2 separate regions of the Mus musculus genome follow, and region 2 is linked to region 1. The links are chromatin contacts, called in public Hi-C maps. All regions are on one chromosome and are shown on one strand. The core of a region is the stretch at or near the end of the contact, and the rest is flanking DNA. Distances in the headings are between cores, read along the strand shown. Region 1 overlaps Gm36139 (a long non-coding RNA gene). Region 2 has its middle 17 kb from the start of Gm46162.

Evidence for each region. Hi-C and Micro-C count contacts between places; a contact is called where the count stands out from the background.
Region 2: a Hi-C map of the G1E-ER4 cell line shows a contact between it and region 1, with 2.0 times the contacts expected there. The contact joins two enhancer-like sites. A contact is called at or near these places in 5 of 39 promoter capture datasets (the HPC-7 cell line, cranial neural crest, embryonic stem cells and 2 more), 5 of 484 Hi-C or Micro-C datasets (the G1E-ER4 cell line, the HPC-7 cell line and cardiomyocytes) and 5 of 115 datasets of contacts at active chromatin or transcription factors (acute myeloid leukemia, bone marrow-derived macrophages and embryonic stem cells).

Annotation. Positions count from the first base shown.
Region 1 is chr1:151,099,722-151,105,239 of GRCm38.p6, reverse strand. The region is part of intron 1 of Gm36139 (a long non-coding RNA gene); the gene reads left to right. Among named protein-coding and RNA genes, the nearest start is that of Gm36077, 19 kb to the right of the region's middle. Within about 2 kb of position 2,014, at least 42 of the 459 cell types and tissues checked have an H3K27ac peak or open chromatin away from gene starts, as enhancers often do. A contact at or near this core is called in the G1E-ER4 cell line, where this site is marked.
Region 2 is chr1:151,265,619-151,271,700 of GRCm38.p6, reverse strand. No RefSeq gene overlaps it. Among named protein-coding and RNA genes, the nearest start is that of Gm46162, 17 kb to the right of the region's middle. Within about 2 kb of position 4,685, at least 3 of the 459 cell types and tissues checked have an H3K27ac peak or open chromatin away from gene starts, as enhancers often do. A contact at or near this core is called in the G1E-ER4 cell line, where this site is marked.

The DNA of each region.
Region 1 (5,518 bases), core at 765-3,264:
AGTAAACATTTGATTAGATAGTGTTTTCATATTTGCTTTGAATAGTAAGTGTAAGTAATACTACCACCACAATAAGCTCCCAAGCCTTGGTTGATGTCTTGGTTTTTCAAAATTGTTAAGAATGTTCCTGTGGAGGACTAAACCACCAACCAAAGAGTACACATGGAGGGATCCATGGCTCCACCCGCATATGTAGTAGAGGATGGTCTTGTCGAACATCAATGGGAGGAGAGGCCCTTGGCCCTGAGAAGGCTTGATGTCCCAGTGTAGGGGAATCCCAAGACAGGGAAGTGGGAGTGGATGGGTTGGGGAGCAGGGGTGGGGGGGAAGGGAATAGGGGATTTTCAGAGGGGAAGCCAGGAAAAGGGATAACATTTGAAATGTAATTAAAGAAAATATCTAATAAAAAAGATAATTAAAAAAGAAAAAAAATCATTAAAAGTAGGCATTGAAAAAAATTAATAAATTTTTTTTAAAATTAATAATAAAAAAATTAAAAAATGTTCCTGGACTGTCTTTTGTGGATGGTCTTCTCCATGAACCTCCAGAACTTCAGGCCTTCAGGAACTCTTTCCGTTTTAAAGTTGTGTTCCTGCTTAACCACTCAGCGACCCTCTCTCCAGCCAGCTGTTGAGGAGAGGGCTGGGGAGCTGCCTGTGGAATGGTTGCAGATACCAGGTCTGGAAGGCATTCATTGGCTGGAGGTTAGACAGCTGCTCATAGAGAAGGCAACTGGACAAGTAGGGCTGAGTTTTGAACCCAGGAAGCAGAGGGGCGGGCTTTATTCCATCTCGTTTCACTGTGTACACCCATCTTTACCACAATCATTTCAAACACTTTTAACTCGAGATAGCTTAGGCAGGACACAGTAAAAGCTCATTTCAATGTGTATTTTGGAATTAAACCATTTTGGTCTCTAATTAAACTTTAAGAATATCCCAAGATTTCCAGAAAGACCGATACAAGGCATCCATTGGCATTTACTGTGATTTAGCCAAAGCAGCCACTGTCATCATCTACAAATGTATTTGCAAAAAAAAAAAAAAAAAAAAAAAAAAGCCCTAGAATTGAGTTTTGATGACCTTATTTACAAGGCATCTATAACCCTTGACCTTATCTGTCTCCTTGTTCCTAGTCACTGACTTTAGAGCATTTAATGGAAAGTTAGTTTACTAAAACATCTACATTAGGATTCTCTTCAAATGTCTACAATATGATGAGGATACCCATAGGGTTTATTTTTAAAAGGCTTCCACTGCTTAAACAAATTAAAAGCAGTAGTGCTGAGAGTCTCTTTCAGCTCCCATATTTCCAATGTGCTGTCTCTCTATTTTTAGCTGTCATTGAAAGGACTAACTCCTGATTGCATCTACATGGTGCAATTCAAATTACTTAAGCTGTTTTCGTTAGCAGGAAAAGTTAGTTTCACTAGGGAGCTTCTTGCACAATGCTTGTCTCCAGCTTGTCTTAAATCAATTAGTTCAGAAACTCATAGAGCTGGAAGTCTCCAGAGCTGTCTCCCAACTGATAACCCATGCTAATAATTTGCACAGCTTATTCGACATCGGCAAAGTGAAACATGCTTTTGCCTGTTCATAATTGAGTTCATCTCTCTTGCGTTAACCGTATTGGTTGGTTTAATTAAAGAGCCACAGGCTTGCTAAGGACCAATATGGATTATCTCCTGCTTCGAGTTCCCTCTTGTTTAGATTTGGACATCTGCTTTGGGTCTAAGGGACTCTCTCACTGTCCCTTTAACAGCAATGCGCCCCCTCCCCTGCATATCTCACCCAGGAGTGTCTTAAGCCTGAAATATACAGCTAAGTCATATATTGTGTCTTGTTGTAGCAGCAGCTGCTGTAGTTTGTTTTTAGGGCTGCAGTTTGAGGTGAAGGTCATACTTTCTGTTCTCATGACTGCTGATAATGGCTGCAGGGCTCCTGAGGGAGCAGCCACAGACCAGAGCATGATGGGAGAAATGAACTCAGGTGACCCTTCTGTTTTGCTTAGATGAGGCATTACTGGGGAGTTCTTACCTAGGGCCAGGCTCCTGCGTCTGTCACTGCCCTCTACTGGATCAGTGCAGATGCCCGAGCGACACAGAGGGGCAGCTGATGAAGACTCTGGAGCCCAGCTCTGGGGATGTGGAGACAGACCTTACTCTTCACATCACCTGCATGCAATTAGCTGGTGACCGACCGTGGGTTGCTTGGTTTGACGTTTGCTTGTGCTGGAACGAGTCACATCTGTGAGATCTACCAGATGTGGGTTCGATTTGATTTTGCACAGTTGCAAAATAAATTGCATTTGGGCTTTGAGAGAAGATATATTTAGATCAGAGACATGAGAAGACCAAATGTTTCCAGAATGCGGAAAAAGACCGTGGCAAGAGCGTTTTACCGAGGGCGGATGGTTTGTGTCTAAGCCGACCCAGAGATGTATATTAAAAATTTCTTCAGAAGTTATCATAATTCCATCGTAAGCCTTCAATGTGCATTGCTGTGGAGGGGGACAGATCGACTTGGGGGGCTATTTGCTTTAGTCATCAACATGACTTTCCTCCCCAGAACCACTTCTTCTGCTCTGATCCCTATACATTTATCAACCCCTATTCCCTTTGCTTAGCTTAATGGCTTTTGGACTCTCAGCTACGTTTTATTTTTCATCCAAACTCTCTGCAGAAGTGGCAGGAATGGAAAAATAACCCAGAGATGAGATCTATATGCTTGTCCTTTGTGGTCCTTGGGAAAAACTATAGAAAATTCAAGTAAGAATAAAGAGGAAACATTAAGTCACCCCATTTGTCTCTTCCAGTCCATCTTTCTTTACCTCTGTGAGTAGCTGGTGAGGTTGCTTTTATCCAAAGCCCCCCCCTGCCTTCTGACCATCCCTTGAGTTATGTCAGCGTGAGTTCAGGTCATTTATGCCCCACTTCCCCCAACCCCCACTCCCATGGGGTGGCTGCCAGCTAGCTGCACTTCTTGAGTGAAGGCCCCAGCCTGTGGCTAGCAGTCTCCTTCCCTTAACTCTCTCTACAAAGCTTCCTGTCCTAGGCATTGCTAGCCCTGATGACTGGTAGGGTTCACCCCAACACCTGTAAGGTTCTCTATCAGAACCTCGCAAACGTGCCCCTTAATACACTTCTCAAATTACTTGAAGAGTTTCATTTGTTTTCTGCAGAAACTCTGCATAGTACAGTTATAATTACTATCCCCAAATAAGCTATTGTGAGTATTTTCTTAGCTCAAGCTACCATTAGGATGTTGTATATAGGTACCATATTTAGCATGTGCTTGCACATGTATCTCTGTCTATTTTTCTATATATTTTCCACACATGAACATGGGAGAGAAATGAGCTGTGTGGAGAGAAACGAACTTTAGGCAGTGAAGCATCTCTGTGTGGTATTGTCCTGGTGGGTCTGCACCATTAGACACTGGTAAAAATCATGGAATGTACATCAAGGGTAAACCCCACCAAATAAGCCTTGCCCTTTTGGTGATGATGATATGTCTGTGGGGGCTTATCAGTCATAAAACATGTACCACTCTGGTGTGTGTGTAAGGATGCTGATAAGGGGAAACTGCCTCTGTGGGGCAGAGGGCACATGGGAATTTTATTGTTGTTTTTCTTTTTTTCTGGGAATTATTTTAAAAATTATTTTTAAAAATGCTCAAAACACTGAATGATCTTTAGCTATTGGCTTATTTATTTATTGTGTGTACGTTTGCAACTGCACGTGGCGGTCAGAGAACAACTTGAAACAGACAGATCTATCCTTCTATCTTGTGGGTTTCAAGTGTCCAGCTAGATCTTCAGGCTTGGGTTCAAACACCTTTACCTGTTGTCCTGGTTAGGGTTTCTGTTGCTGTGATGAAACATGGCGAGCAAAAGATAGATGGAGAGGAAAGGAGTTTATTTGGCTTACACTTCCACATTGTAACCCTTCACTGGAGGAAGGCAGGGCAGACACTCAAACAGAGCAGGAACCTGGAGGCAGGAACTGATGCAGAGACCATGGACGGGGTGGGCTAACTGGCTTGCTCCCCATGGCTTGTTCAGCCTGCTGGCTTATAGAGCCCAGGACTGCCAGCCCAGGGATGGCACCACCCACAATGTGCTGGGTCCTCCCCCATCAATCATTAATTAAGGAAATGCCTTACAGGGTTGTCTGCAGTCTGATCTTATGGAGGCATTTTATCAATTGGGGTTCCCTCCTCTCAGACGACTACAGCTTGTGCCAAGTTGACATTAAATTAGCCAGCACATTCACTGAGCCATCTCTTTTGCCCTCAAGCTCAAAGCACTAAACCATTTTTTAAATGTGTGGTTCCTTTTAAATTGGCACAGCATTCTCAGTGCTAACACATTTTGTCATGTCTGATTTATGGCTGTAGTCTTCACTTGAGAAAAATGACGCCTTTCCTCTTTCCTCACAAATGTCTGTAATAAATGGGTGCTCCCTGATCTGGGACTTTCTCATTTCTTTCCCTGTCGTTAGTTTAAAGCGCGGTCGGTGTCGGTCTTCCATGCCTAGATAATGTGAACACGTGATTAATCACAGCGGTCTCTCTTTGAAGCCCTTTCTTGCTGATGATTTCACAGCCAAGTCTTGCGGTGCAGATATTCAGGATCATTTTTATTTAGACTCCTGAATATTTGCAAGAATAGACTAGCAGCTATAGACCAGCAAGAATAGACCAGCGCTTCTCAATCTGCGGGTCGTGACCCTTTTGGGAAACAAATGACCCCTTCACAGAGGTCGCCTATCAGATATCCTGCATATCAGATATTTACATTGCGATTCATAACAATAGCAAAATTGCACTTATGCGGTAGCAATGAAAATAATTCTACGGTTGAGGGCCACCACAACAGGAGGAACTGTATATTAAAGGGATACAGCATTAAGAAAGTTGAGAACCATGGGTGTAGACGGTGAACTTAAGAGTCTCTTAAAATCTCTGGATCTGTCTAGGCATTCGCCACATGGAACAGTGACTATACTGTCCTCAACATAGGCATGTGGCTGTCTATGGGCTGCACTGAGTCACCTGACTCCACACCAATGGATGGTGTCTTTCTTCAACATAGACACTTAAGGCGCAGAATTTTGTTTATTATTGTACATTGGCTCAACAAGATAAGGGAACGTGCTTCATTCAGAGGCAGCTTGATGAACTCAGTGGAGAGGTTGCCCCATTGATTTCTCAGAAGCTGCAATGGTCACCAGGTGGTGGATCTCTGGGTGCACACATGTTCTCAATGAGCAACTTGGAAATGCATGAAGGAGCAATGGTTGATGTGGGAAGCACGAGTCCTTCTGACAGGTGTGTACATGGACCTTCCATACTTTCAGAACCTTTCACCCGCTCATCAAGGCTTACAGAAGTGATGGTTGAAGATCTGATCATCTAGTTTGTAAAATTAGGTTTTTGGTGTGACCAGAATTGGAGGGGTTTTTGTTGTGTTTTGTTTTTGTTTTTTTTGTTTTGTTTGCCCTGCCATTGCTTTCTGA
Region 2 (6,082 bases), core at 3,436-5,935, 160 kb before region 1:
CTTCTTTAAACATTGCAGGAAGTCATAAAAGTAAAATATGAATAAAATCACACACGGGTCTGGCAGGCATTGCTAAATGATCTGGACAATTTTTTCCAAGGCCAGATCTTATCCTAGAACTCTCAGAGGTAGTCCAGGAAGATGTTGTATGATCAGAGCTTGCATGCTGGTAGAATTCTTCATTTCTATTCTAGGTTCAAATACACAGCTTGGGAAGTTCATCTGTAGTTATGACAGTAAAGGACAAAACACTTGGGCGCTGTTTTCATACGTGTCTTTATCACCATGTGTGCTTTCATGGTGCCTGAAGAGTATAGTCAGGGTTTGGTAAATATTTGAAGAAAAAAGGTCAAGATGTAGAAGTAACAAACAATATCTATTATGATGGGATAGATCTTGAAAACTCAGTGCAATTAAAATGAAATGTAATGATCATAGAGAATGAGGAGAATAGTGCTATCAGCATCTGTGTGTGTGTTTTAAATCAATCAGTTAATTACTTAACTCAGCGTCTTAGGTTTCTAGTGTGGTGGCAAGACCATGACTAAACACAACTTTGGGAGGAAAAGGTTTATGTTGTTTTATACTTGTAGGTAACAATTTATCACTGAGAAGTCTGGGCAGGAACTCAAGCAGGGCAGGAACCTGGAGACAGAAACTGGAGTAGAGGCCACAGAGGAGGAGTGGTTCTCACTGGATTGCTTCCAGCTCAGTTTGCTTTCTCACAAATCCCAGGAAGACCTGATTTGTCTGCTGGAAGGAGTCGCCTGGAGCAGTAGACTGGGCATTTCTACTTCAACTGTTAATTAAGAGAACGCCCTACAGTTTTGCCTTCAAGCGATCTGGATGGAGGCAGTTTCTCAACTTCCTCTTCCTAGATAACTTCGGCTGCTGTTTGTTGACGAGGGGGGAGGGGAGAGACGTGGACACGGAAGGACAGATGACACGGGACAGCCCAAAACCAAAATACCAAAACCAAACCAAAAACAACCAACCAAATAAACAAACAAAACACCCCCCCCCCCCCCAAAGAACACACACACAACAACAACAACAACAATAACAAAACCTAACCAGGACACAGGATAACACTATGTAGCCCTTGCTGTTCTGAAACGCTCTATGTAGGAATAGGATGGTCTAGAACTCAAGAGATTTTCTTGCCTCTGCCCATTGAGTACTAGGATTAAAGGTATGTGCCACCGCCCTTGGCTAGAGGCTATTTTGAAAAAGAACATTTCTGAACAAAGATGCTTTTCTGGACAGTATTTCAAAACTATAGTTGAGTAAATAAACACACTCTGTTTAATGAGTCCCCCAAAGAGGTGTGGGAGATGGGTTGAGGTTGAAGCTTTGGTGGTAGACCGGATCAGTTGGATATTTGGCCTCGAAGTTGTAAGTCCCAATCCAGGGCCAGTAAGAATGCACTGTGCAGAGCCAAGGCTAAAGTAGCACCAGATACTGTACTCTTAACACCTTCTACTGACATTCTGTCGTCAGGAACCAGGTCTGTAGCCTGACCTTTTCCCTAAAATCTAATAAATAATCTCTAAAAGGTTTATGACAGAGATGCTTCTAATAAAATGTTTATATCACACACACACACACACACACACACACACACACACACGAATGAGTAGGGTGAAGGAGTATGGGCTGAGCATGATTTTCTCTTCCTCACTTTGGTTTTAGGTCGTTCGTTATGTAACACTATGGCATTATTGTCTAAACTTCATTTATATGCTACCATAACTATTTTTTCTATAGTTCTAGAAAGCACAGGAGTACTCAGTCTAAATGACTAAGTGCTTCCTGTTATAATTCTGTGTTCCCAAAAGTTATTAGCTTACACAATTCCTTTATTCATTACAGTGTGTGTGTTTGTGTGTGTGTGTGTGTGTGTGTGTGTGTGTGACTCGGGGAATTGAACCTACAGCTTTGTACATCTTGGGCAGTATTTAACCACTAAGTCTTACCCCCAGAGAATTTTCTAGAACAGCATTATTATTTTTTTTATTATTATTATTATTTTTATTTTATTTTGGTGACACATCACTTAGTAAATATTTTTAGCTTCATGGACTGCTCTGTTTCTTCTGCGGCTCACCTCTGCTGATGTGGTGGAATGCTGCTGTTACCACAAAACTTTTTTTATAAAACTAAGTGTTGGTCTGTGTTTGTCCCAGCGGTTGTAGTTTTGTATTGCCCCACTCCAGGTGTGTGACTTTCTTTCAAAAACTTACTTATTCCTAAAATTTTCACACAAAAATATTTATTTTTAAAATTTCCACATAAAATGTATTTTTAAGATTCAAAATGCATTGGATGTTGAGTCTATTCTCACACTCCCTATCCTTTGTTCAGTCCTCCTGCTCCTGAAATGTTTTGAAATATCCTTTCATCCACCTCTGGCTTATTTTCTAGTCTTATTATTTATGCATTTATTTTTGTATGTTATTTATTTTATGTGCGTGCATGCGTGCGTGCGTGCGTGCATGTATGTGTGTGTCACACAGTGTGAGCCATTTCACTAGTCCCTATGTTTTCTTTTTAAATTTTGCAATTTATTGAGTTCATTTTAAAAAAATGTTTGTCTGTGAGAATCCTGTAATTTTCCTTAGGTTGTGGTTTCTTCTACAGAGTCCCTTCGTTTCTCCCTCCCACCCCTCCTTTCTTCTTATAAAGCTTCATGTATTCCAGGCTGGCCCCAAGCTCCTTATGTAGCTGAGGATGGTCAGGAACTTTCAATCCTCCCAGTTCCAGGTTGCCGCTGCACATCCCGGTGCCCGTCCATTCAGAGAGTGCCATAGATTTGGAGGCTGCGTTTTGAGGTTGGAGTAACTCGCAGGCCGGATGGAAGTTTTACACTCTCTTTTTCTTTTCGGGTTTTTTGTTTGTTTTTTGTTTTTGTCTTTTGAGACAGGGTTTCTCTGTGTAGCTCTGGCTGTCCTGGAACTCACTCTGTAGACCAGGGTGGCCTCGAACTCAGAAATTCACCTGCCTCTGCCTCCCAAGTGCTGGGATTAAAGGCGTGAGCCACCATGCCTGGCGGTTTTACACTTTCACTGGAGAGTTTGGTTTTTCTTTTTGTTGTTGTTGTTGTTGTTGTTGTTCTGTAGCAAAGACCATCCAGTCACGTGACAGCTGTAAGTCCTTCTTGGACAGACTATTCTAGGCCTTAATTTTTTCCCTGATTCTTCCTGGGGCCCTGGGGAATGGTAAAATCTGGAATATTTTAATCTACCTCATCTTGCCTACCCATTCCATTGGGTCATTTTCCTCTGACTCTACTTTTTGAAGGGAGGGAGAGTTACATTAGAATTCTCTGAATCTGTTTGACCCGGACTGTGAACGCGGATGTTGTCCGGAGAGGGACAACAGCCCCTCCGATGCCTCCTCTAAGTCCTCAATCCTATTTCCAGTGGAGGCTGAGACCTCTCATTTTTTGCTAACGGTGATGGTTTCTTCTTTGAAGGTTTAGATTCAGACTGTGGGAGATCAAATCAGGGGCTCAGATTTGTGCGTCAGTTTCCACATCTATAAAATGGAAATAACAGATCACCGGGCTGTTAACCGCCTCCGTTCCCAGCCTTCTGGGTGGAAAACCAGGTTATGCATCTCCCGTTGAAGGAGCAATCCTGTGCGTTTAACATACCTGGCTGTGTTTATCTGGGAGCCCACGGATCTTTGTGGTCCCAACATCCGCATGTGCCATCTCCCCCAGCTCTGCCCTGTTCATTTCCACTTTTATTATAATTTAAATCACATTTCGTTTATCTGTCATGTGTGCGTTTACATGCACGCCATAGCACATATGTGGTGGTCAGAGGACAGCTTATAGGAGTGGATTCTTTCCATCTGCTGTGTGGATCCTAGGGATCAAAACCAGGTTGTGAGGCTTGGTGGCAAGCGCTGTGACTAGCTGAGCCATCTCATCAACCCTGTCTTCACTATTATTGTCACACGCTTTTGATCTTTGTTTTTTTTCAGACGTTGGGATATTTGATTCAGCCCTGTGGTCTTTTTGCTATGCTATTTTTTAATTTAAATTTATCTATCTATCTATCTATCTATCTATCTATCTATCTATCTATCTATCTATCTATCTATCTATCTATTTTGTTTTTTCTAGGAGACAGGCTTTCTTTGTATAGCCCTGACTGTCCCGGAACTCACTTTGCTGGCCTGGAACTTAGAGGTCTGCCTGCCTCTGCCTCCCAAGTGATGGGACTGAAGACGTGTGCCACCGCTGCCTAGCTTTCATTTTGTAAGTGAAAACATAATCCTTTCTCCCTTCCCTTTCTGTCCTCCAACCCTTCCCATTTACCACTTGCCTCATACATTCATGGCTTCTTTCCCCACCTCCCTGCCCCCCACATATATGTATAGGTGTATGTATCTATAGATCAATACAACTTGGTCTGTCGATTAGTGTCACTTGTATGCATATGACTATACTGACTAATTGGTGTTGATAACCAATTGCAGGCTTATGCCTGGGAGAGATGAGTTATCCCTCTCTCCGTGTTCCTTGGTTGGCTGTAGTTCTCTTTGTCTATGGCTGCAGGTCCCTATGCGTCTTCCCCTTTCCATGTCAGCTTGCCTAGTGGGGTTGTGCTTGTTCAGGTTTTGTTCCGACATCCATATTGTTGAAGCCTACCTGTCATTTCTAGGGCATGCAATCTCACAGCAGAAGTACTGGTCCTCTGGCTCTTACAATGCTTCCACATTTTCTACTATGATGTTCCTTAAGCTTTTGATGTAGGAGTTGTGTTGTAGACATATCAGTCGAGGCCAGGGCAACCCATGATCAGATGTTCTCTGCCTTTTAATGAGTTGTGGTTTTCTGTCACGGCCTCCACCTGTTGCAAAGAGAAGTTTCTTTGATGAGGGATGAGAAATATTTATCTGTAGGTGAAAGGATAAATGTAGTTAGAAATTGTGCTGGTTTGGTAAAAGTTCAGGTATAAAGTTCCTTCCTAAGATCCGTGGATAGTTGGTTAGGTTTCCAGTACATGACTTCCCTCACGTTGAATGGGCCTCATATTCAAATAGACTGTGTTGGTTACTGCCAAAAAAAAAAAAAAAAAAGAGTCCCACTATTGCACACTCAGGGATGTAATGGCATGCTGATTGTCATTTAGTTCATAGGTGTATCACAGGTAGGTAGGACTGTTGGAAGCTTGCGTATGACCTTTCCATGTCACTGCGAAAGCTAGTGTTCAGGGGGGAGGCTCTCAGGTCAGATCCAGCTCGGGTCTTCTGAGTCCTGTGTGCGATATGAATGCAATATGAATGGTGCCCTCAACAGTAAAGACTTACCTTTAGACTGAGAGACAACCAAGGGGAACAGTGATAGCCTATAGTGTTTCGGGCATCTCTTGGACTCCATGACCAATAGCCCAACTTTTTGAAGCTCTATAATCATTTCTTATTAAAAATTAAGCTTTTAGGCCAGATATGGTGTCACGTGTCTCTTGTTCCAGCACTAAAGTGGCAGGCGCTGAAAGATTGCTATGGTTCAAGACCAGGATACTTTACATAAGGAATCTTGGGCCAACCAGGGGAATATAGCTCTGTGTTAAAACACCAAACAATAGAAGTCACACTAAAGTCCAATTAATACAACTGCATCTTAATCATTAGAGATGGTAGAAGCCTTGGCGAGGAAAGGGGGCCATTAGTAAGTTTAATACACGAGTGGTAGAGAAAGGACTAGCCTGCCCTTCTGTTTATAAATAATTAATTCATGTTCAGCAGTGTGTAGCCTTGACCGACTCTGCTGCCTTGGCTGCTGTATAATTTGCAGGATTTCAGAGTATATCCTTTTCACTCCTACTGCCTGCCTCTCATGGTCTCTTCTAAGTCCTTCTCTGCTCTTGTCTTCGGTTACAGCTGTCTGCTCTCATATCTTGCCACCTGATTTGACGTTTGCACAGACTTCTCCATTCTTTCCTGTGGAAAGAGATTCTTTACGCTCCCGCCTGTAAAGACAGAGGAACTTGTTACTGCTGCTTCATGCTGTGGCCCAAAATTTTGAGCACAGGCATGTTTTATTTTGATTCAATTGTGTGGCTTAGGA